2 separate regions of the Drosophila melanogaster genome follow, and region 1 is linked to region 2. Evidence: chromatin contacts called from public Hi-C data. All regions are on one chromosome and are shown on one strand. The core of a region is the stretch at or near the end of the contact, and the rest is flanking DNA. Distances in the headings are between cores, read along the strand shown. Region 1 holds the start of CG3335. Region 2 holds the start of dikar (dikar,).

Evidence for each region. Hi-C and Micro-C count contacts between places; a contact is called where the count stands out from the background.
Region 1: a contact with region 2 is called in a Hi-C map of the Kc167 cell line, with 4 times the contacts expected there. A contact is called at or near these places in 7 of 107 Hi-C or Micro-C datasets (the Kc167 cell line, the S2 cell line, embryo and 3 more).

What each region holds. Positions count from the first base shown.
Region 1 is chr3L:9,622,896-9,625,659 of dm6, forward strand. It overlaps CG3335, which reads left to right and starts at 1,342. Exons shown (of 4, transcript NM_140080.2): 1 at 1,342-1,477; 2 at 1,530-2,764. The coding sequence starts at 1,442. It overlaps LanB2 (Laminin B2), which reads left to right. Exons shown (of 10, transcript NM_079282.2): 9 at 1-222; 10 at 284-1,085. The coding sequence ends at 495.
Region 2 is chr3L:6,741,611-6,744,648 of dm6, forward strand. It overlaps dikar (dikar,), which reads right to left and starts at 1,554. Exons shown (of 10, transcript NM_001274552.1): 1 at 1,416-1,554; 2 at 305-439; 3 at 92-180; 4 at 1-29. The coding sequence starts at 332. velo (veloren) reads right to left here. Exons shown (of 9, transcript NM_206286.2): 9 at 2,816-3,038. The coding sequence ends at 3,029.

The DNA of each region.
Region 1 (2,764 bases), core at 92-2,591, 2.9 Mb after region 2:
ATCATCGCGTGAAACTCACCGAAATGGACATCTTCAAGCTGGAGGAGAGCTCGACCAAGGACGACAATCTGGTGGACGACGCCAAGCGAAAGGTGGGTCAGGCCAAGGCCGATACCCAGGAGGCCCAGAAGCAGATCGAGAAGGCCAATGCCGACCTGACGGCCATCAAGGATGAGCTGGAGAATCTGAAGGACATCAACACGGGCGATTTGGATAGATTGGGTAAGAAACAGAAACCTCTCTAATCTGAATTTACTTATGAGTAATCTAATTAATCTCGCAGAGAATCGTTTGGCCACTGTGGAGGGTGAGATCAATCGCGTCAACCTGACGGGACGCATCGAAAAGTACCGGGAACAGCGCACCATTCAGAAGAATCTGATCGACAAGTACGATGCCGAGCTGAGGGAGCTCAAGGATGAAGTCCAGAATATTGGACTTATTTCCAAGGCTCTCCCCGATAGCTGCTTCAGTCGCAATCGCCTGGAACCCTAGAGCTCTGCGAACAACCCCACTTCCCATAACAACTACTTCAATTTTAACTAAGAACGAAGATCTGAGACGAGACGAACAAATCAGATTTATGATAGAACGTAGACGTTGAATGAAATTATGTAATTTTAGTGCCTTAGCCGAAATATTCTGTTTAGTGACCCAGCCCAAGGATCCAAGGATCCACAAAGGAGACCAACTGAGCAACGTTAAGCTTTAACGCATCATCGTTCGCCTACTGTATGCCATATACTATAATGATACAACGGATACAAGAGGATGGATGATGGCCACATCGAGAATCAACTGCCAACTGTGCTTCACCAGTTTCAAGCCAGCAACGGACTGTATTATATGTTAAAAATGAGACACTAAACGAAACACACAAGACCTTGTACTCCCACAATCCGACAATCCAATCGCATATCTATATCTCTACCGTAGCTCCACCTGAAGTCTATTCTAAACACTTATATATTAACATATTTGTCATCTACGTTTAATGTGCCAATACAATTACCATGTATCTTTGTGTATAAGTCGCTTAAAGAGTTTCCTTTCAAAATATAACTTTTCCAACGTTGTAAGTTTGTAAAAATCCACCCTTTAAACTTGAACTGGGGAAATATAAGGATGCTCAAGCGAAGTGACGTTTTGAAGTCGAGGTTATTTTACTTTTTCATTCAGCTTTGATTTGCCATCACCCATTATAATCGAAACACAACTTAAAAAATATATAAATTTGAATATCTACATGTAAAATGTAACGTAAAGTAGAGTCGATGAAACGATAGACTTTTCGATAGTATACAAATTTCGACTTTCGATACTACTGATGCTACTATCGCTCGTTTTGCATATCTAATGCACGTGTTGTTTCAATTTGTTTGTAAACAAAAGTTTTCTTAAATGAGTTTTTAGCTGCAGACCGACAAATTAGCCACAAAAGATGTCACGAATTATAGTCAAACAGCTGCCCAAGCATGTGAGTATGTAGACTTGTTAAAAAAAAGCATCTACTTAAACTGAAATTGTAGATCACCGAAGACAAACTGCGTCAGATTTTTGGTGCCCAGGGCACGATTACGGATCTGCAACTAAAATACACGCCCGATGGAAAGTTTCGGCAATTTTGCTTCGTGGGTTACAGCACCGAGGAGGAGGCCCAATCGGCCATCCGGCACTTTGACAACACATGCATTCAGACCAGCCGGGTGCGCGTCGAATCCTGTGCTGCCTTGGGCAGCGAAGATAAGCCACAATCTTGGAGCAAGTACGCCAAGGACAGCAAGAAGAACCTAGACAAATTGAAGGAGAAGGAAAGGGAGGCGGCTGCCAAGGCTAAGGAGTCTGAGAAAAAGAAGAAGAAAGATAAAGTTGACAAGGTGGACCAAATTTTGAGCAGACACAAAGACGATCCGGAATTCCAAGAGTTTCTAGAGGCGCATGACAAGTCGCGAACGCTGTGGGGAAACGATTTGGGTATAAATAAAAATCGGGAGAACGAAGAAGAGGATGATGAGGAACAGGAAGAATCTCGAGCTGCCAGAGATGACAGTGGAGTGGATGCAGATGCAGGAGATGAGGATGGCTCAGGCGATGAGGCAGATGAGGAAGAAGACACCGATAAACTGGCCGAAAAGCCCATCAGCGATCTTGAGTATATGAAATCCCTGATGGCAACCACATCCGGCGAAGCTACTGCAAAGAAACCCAAAGCCAAGGCGGATAAATCAAATTTGGAGCTGTTCACCATTAAAATACACAATGTACCATACAACACCAAGCGCCAGGAGGTGCTAAAGTTTTTCAAGCCCCTGAAACCGTACTCCGTTCGGCTGCCCAGCAAAGTTCACGGCTTCTGCTACGTGGGTTTTAAAACTGAGAAAGACATGGCCAAGGGAATGCTTAAAAACAAGAGTTTCATCAAGGGCAAGCAAGTATTCTTCTCCGACTTTACAGAGAAGAACAAGGTGACCAAAGCGAGCAAGAGTGGACAACCATTGGCACCAGCCGCCGTCGATGCGGGCAATGCGAAGTGGAAGCATCAGCAGGACAGTTTATCCAAAGAAGATGACATCTCCGAGTCCGGGAGGATATTCTTTCGTAATCTAGCATACACTACTACCGAAGAGGATCTGCGCAAGCTTTTCGAGCAGTTCGGTCCCGTGGTGGAGGTTAACTTGCCCCTCGACAAGCTAACGCGAAAAATCAAGGGCTTTGGTACAGTTACGTACATGATGCCGGAGCACGCATTAAAGGCTTTTAATAC
Region 2 (3,038 bases), core at 304-2,803:
CCATCGGAGAGCAGCGCCGATTCGAGGTCCTGTGGATGCAGTGCGTTTTTTATGATTGATTCTCTTTAGAAGGTGTTTATCAGTTACTCACCTCGATGTCGATGTCGGGCAGATCAAAGGCAGAACTAAACAATGAACAGAAATGCGAAATACACGGTATCTCCCACCATGATTGAATGTCTGCGAAGAGAAAAACAATGTGATTTAGCAAATTTTTCGGTAACTTGCGACTCTTGTTGTATATATTTCCACTATTATATTGGTTTTGTTAAGTAGGAACTGATTTGGTAAATTTATTGCTCACCTAATAATCCAATGAAAGTAGAAACCATTTATGTATGCTTGCTTATTGGAAACGTTGCTCCTCTGCGGGATTTTATAGATGTCAGTAAGAACAATTCCTGGGCCTCTTTAGTAGCTCTCTGGTGTGGAAGTCGGGCTGCGTATATAATATATATGTATATATAACGTATGTGGTCAGGCGTTAACGAATTAGGCTCAAATTACACGACCGAAAGTCAAAAGGCGGCAAAAAGAGCGAGCGCAGAATTCAGACAAAAAAAATGTGTGCAACATGTGTGTGTGTGTTGGGACACTTGGCGGCGATATATACACAAACATCTGGCTTTATCACTTATCAAACATTCCGATGCACGCAAGGGTCTGGGCAGCGCAGGGGATGGGGATGGGAGTGGGAAGGGTCGAGTGGGTGGACGGTAGGTCAAAAGAAAGTACGCGCGCTTATTTTCACGAAGAGAAAATCAAAACAGACAGCCGACAAGCGGCCAAGGCGTGCGTCAAAGCGGGACGGCACCAGTACATTGAGCCAATAGCCGAACCGCTCACTTTTTCACGTTTGCATGCCGTCCCGCTCCCGCGAATGGGCACTACTATTTTGACTACACTGCACTCGATTATTTTGCAATTATAATGTGCAATTTACACGGCTTTTGGGCAGTTGGTTTTTTTCCGCTTTTCACCGCAAATTGCACGCGATGAAAGGTTATGGTGCGCAGATTTAGTTGGCGTACATAGCAGTTTATTTAACTTCCAATTTTGTGGAGCATGCGCGCGGCGGCTGACGACCGACGGCTTTTCTCCGCCTCCGTTTTTTGCCTGCTGGGCAGTGTGTATTTATTTTTATTAATACACGTATATATATTTTTCAGTTACGTGTGAAAATGTCATTTAACTTTAGAGACGCCCATTTCCCAGTCATCTTTTCTTTCTGCTTTTTCCCCCTCAATTTCTTTTTCCACACACACGCACGCACACACTCGGATGCCAGGGCACACACACACATAGTTGTACGCAGAGGGGCTCCATCTGCCATAAAATATTATTAATTATTTCACAACAATAGCAGCACGCACTAAACAGTTCGCTGCGATCGATTGATTGAACGGCATGCCTACCCGTTTCGATCCCGTTAATCTGGCTATCTGCGCAGACAATACGCGATTCGCGTTTTTTTGCGCTCCTGGTTAATTTTATTTTTCTTCAGCGAGCAGCAAACGCGGCGAAGAAATTATCGTGGCTCTCGATAACTAGTGGTGGTCTGAAATTCGTCAACACGCCAGCCATCGATGGTTCACTAGAGATGCGGCACTCGGGGCAAAGTGGCTCTAAACGATAGTTAATATATTTGTTTTGGATTTAAATTGGTAAATCGACTTTATTTCTTCAAAACGGTTCACCTTTCATATTTTTCATATTAAATAGTTTTCAATTGTGTATTTTAGTTTTAAATTTAAAGTATTTAAGTTTGTAAAACATATATTCAATGAAACTTTAAAATCAGATTAATACATTTTTATTTTAAATATGCTTGCTTTTCCACATAAACACAATTCTGCAGATAAGAAAAGTATTTTAAGATAATTTAATTTTAATAAAAAAATAATTTAATAATTTAATAATCTGCTTGCCAATACATGTATTATGTTTTGTTTTGTTTACTATAGAAGTTTGTAAGCATTAATGCGCAATTTACAACATTCCCCGATTCTATCGATAGATCGATTTCCTTCTTCCGGTCGCTTTTCGCTTGCCATTCGCCTCTCCGCTACCCCTCCTTCAACAGTCTTTTTTTCTTGCCTTCCCACCCCTCCTTTGCGAGAGCAGCTGTGAGTCTAACCTAACTTTTCCGCCGTTAACTACATGGCGGCGTGCTAGTGTGTGTTGTTGCTTCACACGCACAAGTGCGGGTGTGTGCGTGCCAGTCACCATGTAGGTCGTCATGTATGTTCTAAAGTAACTACATGGCATAAATCGCGGGTTGGGGGGCTATCAATTAAAGATTAACCAAAATTATGCAAAACCATCCAAAGCTGCAATTCAAGTTGAGCGCGCATGCAATGTTTGCAAAAGTCTGCAAGCTAATTTATACGAATTTCGGCCGAAATTGCATTCTGTTCAACAACGTGCCTCGGGGAGTCCCACCATGTAGGTGCCATCTACATGGCGATTCTAGCCTACATGGCGAGGCATGCGAAACTGGTTTGGGCAAGGGCGACCACGAAATTTGTTGTAAAATAAAGTGGTGCTGGGAAAGCCTCCCCAAGAACAAACAAGTAACGCACTACTGTAATATAATAAAACCCTTATTTTTGTTATACATATAAATTTAGCTGTTCGAAATTAATAAGTTATTTCAAGATCATTGAAATTGCAAATTAATTCAGGAATTAAACCAAATTATTGTGAATTTATTTTTAAACAAATGACTCCATTTCAAATGACTTTCCAAAAACTATAACAACTTTCTCACTTTTCCCATTAATACTCGCTTAAAAAGTCCAAACACCAGTTTCTTGTATTTCATACATAGTAATTTAGTCTTTATTTATAGTTTTAGTTTAGTGTAGTTTTTTAGAGTCAAACGTTTAGATACATAGAATTGAATAACCGATGTAATGTAATGGCGTATTTACAGGTGGTGCCGCAGCTGTGGCAACTGGAGCAGCGCAGGCAGGTGGGGCATGTGCGCATCCGGATCGCGAGCTCGCAGGGCGAGAATCGTTTGGTGCTACGGCTCT